Regions from separate parts of the Mus musculus genome. Here region 2 is linked to region 1. The links are chromatin contacts, called in public Hi-C maps. All regions are on one chromosome and are shown on one strand. The core of a region is the stretch at or near the end of the contact, and the rest is flanking DNA. Distances in the headings are between cores, read along the strand shown. Region 1 overlaps Erg (ETS transcription factor). Region 2 overlaps 1600002D24Rik (RIKEN cDNA 1600002D24 gene).

What was found. A called contact is a pair of places that touch in the nucleus more often than the background predicts.
Region 2: a Hi-C map of the G1E-ER4 cell line shows a contact between it and region 1, with 4 times the contacts expected there. The contact joins two enhancer-like sites. A contact is called at or near these places in 2 of 484 Hi-C or Micro-C datasets (both in the G1E-ER4 cell line) and 1 of 115 datasets of contacts at active chromatin or transcription factors (cardiomyocytes).

What each region holds. Positions count from the first base shown.
Region 1 is chr16:95,462,713-95,468,164 of GRCm38.p6, forward strand. All of the region lies in intron 2 of Erg (ETS transcription factor), which reads right to left. Among named protein-coding and RNA genes, the nearest start is that of Erg, 65 kb to the right of the region's middle. Within about 2 kb of position 3,724, at least 13 of the 459 cell types and tissues checked have an H3K27ac peak or open chromatin away from gene starts, as enhancers often do. A contact at or near this core is called in the G1E-ER4 cell line, where this site is marked.
Region 2 is chr16:95,901,222-95,906,496 of GRCm38.p6, forward strand. The region is part of intron 1 of 1600002D24Rik (RIKEN cDNA 1600002D24 gene); the gene reads right to left. Among named protein-coding and RNA genes, the nearest start is that of Gm41508, 18 kb to the right of the region's middle. Within about 2 kb of position 2,505, at least 11 of the 459 cell types and tissues checked have an H3K27ac peak or open chromatin away from gene starts, as enhancers often do. A contact at or near this core is called in the G1E-ER4 cell line, where this site is marked.

The DNA.
Region 1 (5,452 bases), core at 2,474-4,973:
AGAAGGAACCAGGGATGACCATGCCCACCTACAAATCCAGACTGAGGATTTCCTGTAGCTCACAGAAAAACAGTGCGCCCGGGGTTCACTGAGAAACTCCATCTCAAGGGAATAATAAACAGAGCAACAGAGAAGGGCACTGCCACCCACGTGTGTCTCTCTGTGTGTGTGTGTGTGTGTGTGTGTGTGTGTGTGTGTACGCATGCACACACCAACACTGTAGGGAAACTGGGTAGGGTAGGAATACCTACTGATACGGAAGACTGCTGCCTGGTAAGCTAAAAACCACCATGTAAAATGTTCGCAGATGCCTTTTGTTTTAAAGGCAAAGAATGAAAACAGATACTGAGACAAGCTATGCCACCTCACAATGCCAACACAGAGAATCCTCGTCTCATTTATATTTTCAAGACACTTGCAGTGCTACGCATGTTACATGTTTCTATTAACATGGGTAAGTAATATGCAAATACTGTTTTGCAAATACCTAGAAACGCAGGTAGACATGCAACACATGCTTCTGGCTGCCAGACTCTGCGCACTTATAACCTGGTCCCGTCAGGGCTGGAGAGATGGCTCGGTGGTTGAGAGTATTGCTGCTCTTGCAGAAGATTGAATTTGGTTCCAAGCACCCATGGCAGGTGGCTCACAACTGCATCTAACTCCAGTTCAAGGGATTTGACATCTTTTGGCCTCCTGGGGCACCTGTACACCTTACACGTGCTCTCTTTCTCTCTCTCTCTCTCTCTCTCTCTCACACACACACACACACACACACACACTGAAGTATGTATTTTTAAATTTCTACACAAACACAAAATCACTCTTTTATAGAAATCTAATTTTAGTTAAAAAAAAAACTGCAGAAGACACTCCTCTGTGTTGTGGTGTCCATGGGCCTGACAGTTCATCCTGCTGGTATTAATAACACAAATTTCTCACACCAGAAATTTCAGTAGGTACTGACAAAGTCAGGATGACTGGGCTCTGACCCACCACTCAGCTTTCAGGAAGCCCATGTCACACTAGTCAAATCACACACACACACACACACACACACACACACACACACACACACACACACACCTGCAAGACCTGGAACTCATCCATGAAAGAAATACAGGCTTTTTAAGGCCAAAAGAAATGTTGTACATTGTTCCCTGGATGACACGTGAATCTTAAACGCATACTGTTTGGATTATTCACAAGAACCCTGTAAGAAGGATGTCCCAAGGATGTTTGCCAGGGACGTGCCTGAGATTGGAGATAAGAATCAGCCATCTGGACCTGTCCCCACAATGGAAAACTCCACGACGCTGTGGAACTTTCCCATCTACATCACAGAGAGGGTTTGCTTGAGATCAGGGCAAGCAGGGTGTTAAGAAGCTGTCAGCTTCCCGGTTTCCCATTCATCACTGGCTAAAGACTCATTCTATTTATAGTGTGCACCATACTTAGGTTTTATCCTGCTGGGCAAAACTCTGTGTGAGTATATTTGAATGTGTGTGTGCGTGTGTATAGTGTGTGTACCTGTATTGTATGTCTTTATGTGTCTATGTCTGTCTGTGTGTATCTGTATATCTCTGTGTGTATGCAAGAGTGTGTGTATGTATTTGTGTGTATGTATATGTCTTTGTATATACATGTCTGTTGTGTGTATATGTGTATCTATATGTCTTTGTGTACATGAGTGTGTGTATGTGTGTGAATGTCCAGATCTCTGTGTGTATGTGTATGTATATAAGTGTGTGCCTATGAATGTATCTATGTATATATTATATATGCCTGTGTGTATGGGTGTACATGTGTCTATGAATGTATCTATGCATATGTATATGCTTATATGTTATATATGTCTGTGTGCATGTGTGTGCACGTGCCTCTGAATGTGTCTTGTGTTTGCCATGTCCTCCAGCAGGTCCTTAAGAAACAATCAAATTACCATGTAAGGAACTATTGCTTAACACGTTCTTGGAGTGGTTAATACAGCCTTCAGCCTCTTGGTTGATCTGAACTAATTTAAAGCAAGGAAATTGTTATCACACACTCAATCCTCAACTTTCAACACCCATGCTGCAATTTCCTTCACTGTGAGGCAGGCATCGGCTCAGCTCTGTGGGTTCCAATGAAGCAACAATTCCAACACGCATGACTTCCTCAGCATCCAGAGCGCTCTCCGGTTGTGCTAACCCAGCCCATTCTCATCCCCGAGTGCCCGGGATAGTAATGCAATTGTCACAGACCTTAAGTCTGTTCAAGAACCACTCGTGTTTTTTTTTTTTAAAAAAGACTAAGAGAGATATACTTATTCTGACACAATAGTTTAGCTAGAAGCAACTTTTGTTGTTGTTGTTTGGTTTGTTGGTTTTTTGTTTTTTTTGTTTTTTTTGTTTTTTTTTTTTTTTTGAGACAGGGTTTCTCTGTGTAGCCCTCGCTGTCCTGGAGCTCACTTTGTAGCCAGGCTGGCCTCGAACTCAGAAATCTGCCTGCCTCTGCCTCCCAAGTGCTGGGATTAAAGGCGTGCGCCACCACTTGGGTGACTATGCCTCTATACCAAAGGATCTTGGACACAGGACTAGGTGTGTGTGAGCACAAGTGTTATTTAGAAACCCTGTTTTGCTGCTAGCCACCTTGGGGCTTGTTCTGCGAAGGACACACCACTGAAGATGTGCAGAGGCCCTTGGCCACACTTGTGGGGACTGTGGCACAGTTCCACCCTCCTCGGCCTCAGACTCTCATCACAGTACTGCGATTGTCAGCACCATTCCACAACATTATCTTAGGCTGTTGAGATTAACTTGGGTTTTTATCACTTTCCAGAACCTCAAACGACGTTTAAAAGTGTATTTGTCTCCCTTCTATGATACTTGGTATCATTTATTGAACTGTAATAAACTGGTCTGCAAACTGTTTCTTTAGGACCAAGGAAATGCTCTGATAGTAACAGGCACCTGCTGAGCCGCCCTGGCAGCCTGAGTACCCACCTCAGGAACCCAAGTAAAGGTGGGAAGAAGAGAATCGAATCCACAACGTTGCCCTCCAACTTCCACAAGTACACACACGTGCCTCCAAACGCTCTCCTACCTCCACTTCCACACACAAATGAGCAAAACTTTTAGACCCAAATTATTTGTATAACAAAAATAAAGATAATATGTTAATGGTAAGCAATGGTGCAATGATGTAACTCACGCCACGGAGATTTGGAGGCACCCGTGTGCAAGGGTAGCTCCTCCTCTTTCCTTCTTTAAACAGCCGAGGTGGCCTTGCTTTGTCTTGACCTGAGTCAAGTTAATTTGGTTATCATTTGCTAATACATGTCTATCACAAACGGAATCAGAAATGAAGCTAACATTTGCCATGAATTCATTCCCATTTTCTCACACCTCACCAAGCAACCCATAAACTTAAGGGACTCAGAGGCCAGGTTTGGAGTCACCGTAGCAGCTGCCCCGTCACTCCCAGGCTGCATGCTACCTCTCTGCATGTGCCCTATCACTTCCCACTGCAGAGGTGAGGCCCCCATGTGCAGCCGGAATCCAGGTAGGCTGTTTCTCTTCCAGCTGACCCATGTGATGATCGGCTTCTGCGACAGGGTCTCACAGTGAACCTGGGCCCCAGAGATAGCCTGGGTTTTCGGGATGAGCCCCAGGGATCCTCCACTCTGCCCCCAGCCCACCACCCATCATAGTAGACACTACCATGGATGGCTTCTAGTTTAAATGCTGGGGACTGGAAATCATGCCCCTGTGAGCCATTTTTATCCACTTTATCAACGGAGCCATCTTCCCAGCCCCTTTCTGATAGGCAAGTAAAATCCAAGATTTAAAAAACGCCGCATTTCTCACACATTGTGTGTCCCTAGTAGATAATATTCTAGCCTTCATTTATAGTTATAAGAACAGTCCTATGTGGAGAGTTGCAAGAAGTAGTCACCTACTGTCTCAGGAGGGGCACTTCTATCAGCTCCTCAGAAGCTGGAGTCTTGGGAAGGGGCTTCCCTTTAAACTGCTGGGATCTTGGACACTAGAGGGCACTACATGACCCTCTAAAATGCCCAAAAAGAGCAAACACTATGTCTGCCTAGGGCTTGCCATGAAATTCCTGAAATAATTGTTATTATCCCACAAAGCTGTCTTGGTTTTATTCACCAACAAGGAAACCCAATATTCATCACCTATAAGAGAGAAAAACTTTGAATCAGCATATTATCTACAGATTTTAAAACTTAAAACTAAGCATAATCCAGACATTGTGGGTCACACTATAACCCCAGAACTCAGGGGGCAGAGACAAGAAAAGCAAAGATTTAAAGTCAGCCTCAGCTATACAGTAAGTCTGGGGTCAACCCAAGTTCTACGAGACCCTGTTTCAAATCATAAAACAAAACAGAATTTTATAAATGTATGTTAGTCTTCCTGAAAATAATTTTAATGTACAATCTCACTGACACTCGGCCCAGACAGGAGGTTCTCAGCAGCGTCCTCTAAACACGAGGGGACCTCTGCGACTTACCCTGTCTTCATTTGTACCTAAAATAAGCAGAGCATTTTTGTTTCTGCTTCTACATGAGCTTATATATCATGAGCTGGTGAGGTCAGCGGGTGAGGGTTGTTTGCCTGGGTCTAGGCTGTGGGTGGAGTAAGTGTGGACAGGCTCTGACCAGCTGCTTCGAAGAGGCCCAGGTATGATCCTTACTGCATGTTTCCGACTCCAGCTGCCAGCAGAGCCCAGGGGTGCTTTCTCTGCTTAGAGTGGGGCAGCCAAGGCAGGGCTTCATTCTCGCTGCTGTCACTGTGACAGGGAAACACACAGGGCTCCTGAGTGTGAACAGCATCACATGATGGAAAAGACCTGGACACCACAGCCGAGTGTCATAGCAGCCTGAAGAAGTATGACCACCAAGGCACACAGTCAAAACACACACACACATACACCAGAAACAGGGAAAGGCTGCCTGCCCCATCGTCCCCCAACCGTCTTCATCTGGGGTGTTCAGTTGCAGACCTCCAGATGTTGGGTCACTCTAGAGGAGGGCTTTTTGAGCAAGTACTCTGACTAAGGCATTTGGAAATAAGATTTTTTTTCTAATGTACTCTGAGGACTTCCAACTCTCTATCACATGAGGTCCCCTTCTCAGTGTCCAAACCATACCCAGCGGCAAGTGGACATGTAACATGCATGGCACACGTATGTGCACGGTACCCTACTTTCATAAGCATGCTCAGCTACACTATTTGTTATCAGGGATGGTTTCATATGTCCTTATAGACCAGGAACATGGAGCAGTCATTGCATTTCTAGGCACTGACCATATCACCATGGCAACTGCATTTCCTAAAATGGTCCATCTCAAACCCTTCTGAAAGCTGGCATCAATTTTGCTCCATTAAATAGTGGTACCTGCCTCCCTCCCATCCCCTCAGGTCTCTGACAGAGGTTCAGTTATCAG
Region 2 (5,275 bases), core at 1,255-3,754, 440 kb after region 1:
CATAATCTATGCTTTGTCTTCACAGTAGTAACAGCAGAGTCACCGAAGGATCGAGTGGAAAAACTGATTGCAATTAATAAGCAACGAAGAATGACCTGGTGTGACACTCTGAAGCTCCTGATGGATTGAGGACTCAAGCCCAGGTGATCCCAAGAAAACACCATTCCTGTGGAGGCAACACCAAGGGTATTGTCTTGATGTTCCCTAACATTCGAACATGAACCTGCCCAAACCTCTAGCTCTAACTGTGTTACAAGCATACAGAAAAACCAAATGGCATCCAAGCATGCTAGAGACAATTTCGTGGCGACGTCAGCAACAATACCACATCTTCTACCCCCACGTACAAAACCACAGAGCCAGTGCATTGGCTCCCTCAAAGGAACAAGGCAGGTTTGTTTGGATCCCAACATAAACAAACTGTTGAAAAATAAAATTGATGTGATAACCCAGGAAATACACGTGCTGGCAAAATACTCCGTGGTATTTGAAGCATTCTTTTTATATGAGAAAATGGCTTGTGATTGCTTTTTGTCTTTATCTTTCAGTTCGTGCATACTAACGAATCTAGAGATAAAATTTGATTCCAGGAAACTGCTGGAAGGGAGAAAGACTTGGAGGGAGGCAGCAGGCAGGTCAGGTGATGACCGAGCAGGCCGGGTGGTCAGTATGCTAAGTCCATCATCTTTAGCTTGTACATGTTTTCATGTGTCCATAAGAAAATGTTTCTTAATAATTTATTTTTTATTATTTTATGTACATTGGTGTATTACCTGCATGTGTAAGAGAGTTGGATCCCTGGAGCAGCAGGAGTTTCAGACAGTTGTGGGCTGCCATGTGGGTACTGAGAAGTGAGCCTGGGTCTTCTGGAAGAGCAGCCAGTTCTTAATTGCCGAGCCATCTCTCCAGCCTGAACATGGTTTCTTTTCTTTTCTTTTCTTTTCTTTTCTTTTCTTTTCTTTTCTTTTCCTTTTTTTTTTTTAATCAATTTCTTTTCAAATACTTTTCAGTGGCATGGAAAATGCTTACAATGAAAAGAATAAATATAAGGGGGGTTAGGGAAATATCAATGATGTAAGAGACAAACCAGGAAGCTCTATGTCACATGTTCACAGTCAGTGTGGCTCTAAGGGAATTCATTCCTTCCTCTGCTGGGATTCCCCAACTTTCTGAAATTTGCATACCTAACTTAGACAACTCAGGGCCACTTTATTCCTACTTTTAAGAGGAAATGAGGGGGCAGTCAGTAAAGTACTTACCATGCAAACATGAAGACCTGTTCAGTTTCACAGCACCCACGTAGCCAGGCCTAATAGCACACACTTATAACCCTGGTTCTGAAAAGGTGGGCAGCTAAGAGACAGGAGCATCCTTGGATCTCACTGGCCAGCCAGCATGGCCAATCAGTGAGCTACAGGCTCAATGAGACTGGTCTCAAAAGTACAGAAGGCACCTGATGTTGATCTGTGGCCTCCAGGTGTGTATTCACACCTACACAAAAACGTGTGTACACATACACAAGCACACACAGGCATGCACACACTCACAAGTACACACACACTTGCACACACTCACAAGTACACACATGCACATACACATGCACACACACATGCACACACACATGCACACACTGCACAAGTGAACAAACTGCTAGCTCATCCCCTGTGCCCCTCACACTTAAAACTCGCCTCCAACCTGAGATAAGAGTGTCTTCCATTATCATTGTGAGGCTCCATACCATTCAAGGAAAGATTTGTTCATTTCTCCCACCAGAGTTTGGCTTTGCTTTAATGAGAAGGTCCAATAACTGCATACATATGGTTCCCCAGTGCCCGAGAAGGAACAGAGGCTGGCCAATGACTATTAGTAGCTACTCGTTCAGGAAGCCTTTTTTGCCTGAGATGGCGTGTTCATTTCCCTCTTTGGCCTTGGTAAAAGATATCATCTGGAGGTTTCATCCACTCAAGAATGTAGGTGCGATCCTGGGGCACGGTGACCGGGCTGGGTGCTCCGCATGCCACCAGTACCTCCTTATGGGACTTTCTTCCAAATCGAAATCTCCCAAATGTAGCATGTATAAAGATGTGGGCAGGTTTTATGTTGCACACCACCCTAGAAAGTTCCAGAAGGGCTGGAAACGTAAGCGCCATCATTCTGCTCTGCTCCCCTGAAGCACCTATACTCCAGGAATGTCTGGCTAGGTCTTTTTCTCCATTTCTAAGATTGCCTCTTGGTTTTGCTCTGTTTTGTTTTTCCTCTTTTGCCTGAGGAGAGTTGACCTTTTGGTAAAATCTTAACTGGGGAATTTCTTGGATTTCCTGCATGGAGATTGCCACCCTAGCATCTCCATATCACATCTGCACATATGCGGCTCCTGGACTTATCTCCTTCCTCTCCTCCCCAGTGGCTCTCAAATGTCTTTACTGATCACCACAAACCACCCTCTGGGGCTGGGAGATCCGGTTTATTACTTGGTAAATAGAGACCCCAAGAGGGCTTGCCAAGAAATTGGCTGCCCTGCCTGTACCCCCAACTCCATCCAGGACTGGCTGTCCTTACCAAGGCGGTGACCACATTCACTGCCTGCACAGCCTGCTCCTGAGTCTGAGGAGAAACACATACATGTGCCTAACATCCTTCTGCTCTTCCCTTCCCTCTTCTGCCTGCCTTGTCCCCCAGACTCCTCTCCATCTTTCCTCTCTCCTCTTACATCTTACTTTTTATTCCTCTATCTATTGTTCATGGGATAGGTTTTTTTTTAACAATTACACACATGTATATAACATATTCAACCATATTCATATCCCATTTCTCTTCCCTTTCCAGGGGTGTGGGAAAACATGCATGCTTGTGTGTGTGTGTGTGTGTGTGTGTGTGTGTGTGTATACACGTGTACATGTGTACATGTGTTTATATGTGTGTATGTATATGTGTGTATATGTATATATGTGTATGTCTTTGTGTGTGTCTCTGTGTGTCTTTGTGTATGTGTGTATGTATGTGTCTGTGTGTATGTGTTTGTATATGTTTAAGTGTGTGTATGTATGTGTGCATGTGTGTGCATGTGAGTGTGTCTTTGTGTCTGTGTGTCTGTGTGTTTATATGTGTGTGTATGTATGTGTGCATGTGTGTGTGAGTGTGTCTTTGTGTATGTGTGTCTTTGTGTCTGTATGTGTTTGTATTGTGTAAGTGTGTGTATGTATGTGTGCATGTGTGTGTGTGTCTGTGTGTGTGTCTTTGTGTCTGTGTGTATGTGTTTGTGTGTGTATATTTGTGTGTGTTTGTATGTGTGCATGTGTGTATGTGTGTGTCTGTGTGTATGTGCGTGTATGTGTGTATTTGTATGTATGTGTTTGTGTGTGTGCATGTATGTACATGTGTGTCTTTGTGTATGTGTGTATGTGTGTCTTTGTGTGTGTGTGTCTCTCTATGTGTGTGTCTGTCTGTGTGTGTATAAGTTTGCTATGGTTGCTTACATTGGCAAGGTAGAAGGATTATTTGCCAGCTCTCCATTTCTCAATCACAGGCACATCTTCCAGGAGCAGCAAGAGAATAAGTTGTTTACAACATGTCAACCCAGGTCAAGTGACTTTTATAAGATGGCATTTCCATTTGCAGGGAAAATGGCAAACTGTGAAACAAGCAGAAAGGTGGGCCAGCCCTCTGCAGGAGACAGATATCCTGTTTTCTCATTTGTGAGCCCTAGATACATCAGTCACATGTGTACAGATGTGACACGGGCATGAAAGTGCAGCCACAACTGCTTGGGGAGCAAAGCAGATCAGCGGGAGGCCCAGGGAGAAAGAGAGGAGAGTGGGGTGTGGATCAATAGGCACAGCGAACCTACATACCTGGGTGAACATGCCTTCGCTGTTAGCCCTGTATGGCAAAACAAACAGAGAGCTGGGAAAGATATGAAGAGACGTGTCCAAGTCTAAATACCTCAGAATGTGGCCTGATTTCAAGATAGGGATCTCTGAACTAACCAAGTAAAATGAGACCCTTTCACAGAGTGGGCCAGGCCGAGCCCATTTGATGAGTGTGATTTCCCAGACAAGAAAAGGGTTCTAAGAGGCTAGGAGGAAAAATCCCTTTAGGCCTGGGGTTTGAGAACCTGAAGTTAGGAGACCATGACTGCTCCCCAGCCTCTCCTGAGGCTCAGCCTTGAATTCAGACTTCACAGTAGCTGGGAGACAACCTCCCCATTCCTAAGCCACAAAACTGCTGGAACACTGTTACAACAGTCCCAGGCCACTCATTCAGACTGAACTGTGACCATTCCTCTGACTTGTTTGTGCCCACCACCCTCAAATGCCAGCCCAGCTTGACCTTCCAAACCCTGTCAGTGCTTTGTCAGTGACCCCTTAGAGTTATGGAGTCTGAAGAGCTTGATCAATACCAGGTTGCCATGGTAACAAGCACCACGGCCACCTAGTCCACTCTGAGTCTCATATGTAGGTATAATGCTCTTCTGCACTGCGTAAAGATTATCTTTGAATTCTTCAAATACTGATTTCTTCCCTACCCCCTCCCCCAATCTGGTTGCAATCCGAACAGGGCATCGTAGTGTTTATTCTAAGAATGTTGGATTTTGATGTTGTGTAAACATTGCTCCCCATTTATTCTCTGATTTGTCAATAAAAACCGATCAGCCAATGGCTGAGCAGAAGAGAAGAGAGGACTCATCACCAGAAAAGGGTTGAGGAGACACCACAGGAACACCCCTGGTGCAGAGAGAACCAGATCAACACTAAAACACAAGTATCTCAACCTGAGACTGCGGTACATAGGGAAGCAGGCTACCCGGGCCTGATCTGGGGCACAAGTCCCTTCCGCTCGACTCCAGCCCCGGGCTACCTTGCCAGCAGAGTCTTGCCCAACACCCGCAAGGGCCCACACGGGACTCCCCACGTGATCCTAAGACCTCTGGTGAGTGGAACATAGCGCCTGCCCCAATCCAATCACGCGGAACCTGAGACTGCTGTACATAGGGAAGCAGGCTACCCGGGCTTGATCTGGGGCACAAACCCCTTCCGCTCCACTCGAGCCCCGGGCTACCTTGCCAGCGGAGTCGCCTGACACCCGCAAGGGCCCACACAGGATTCCACAGGAGATCCTAAGACCTCTAGTGAGTGGAACACAACTTCTGCCAGGAGTCTGGTTCGAACACCAGATATCTGGGTACCTGCCCTGCAAGAAGAGAGCTTGCCTGCAGAGAATACTCTGCCCACTGAAACTAAGGAGAGTGCTACCCTCCAGGTCTGCTTATAGAGGC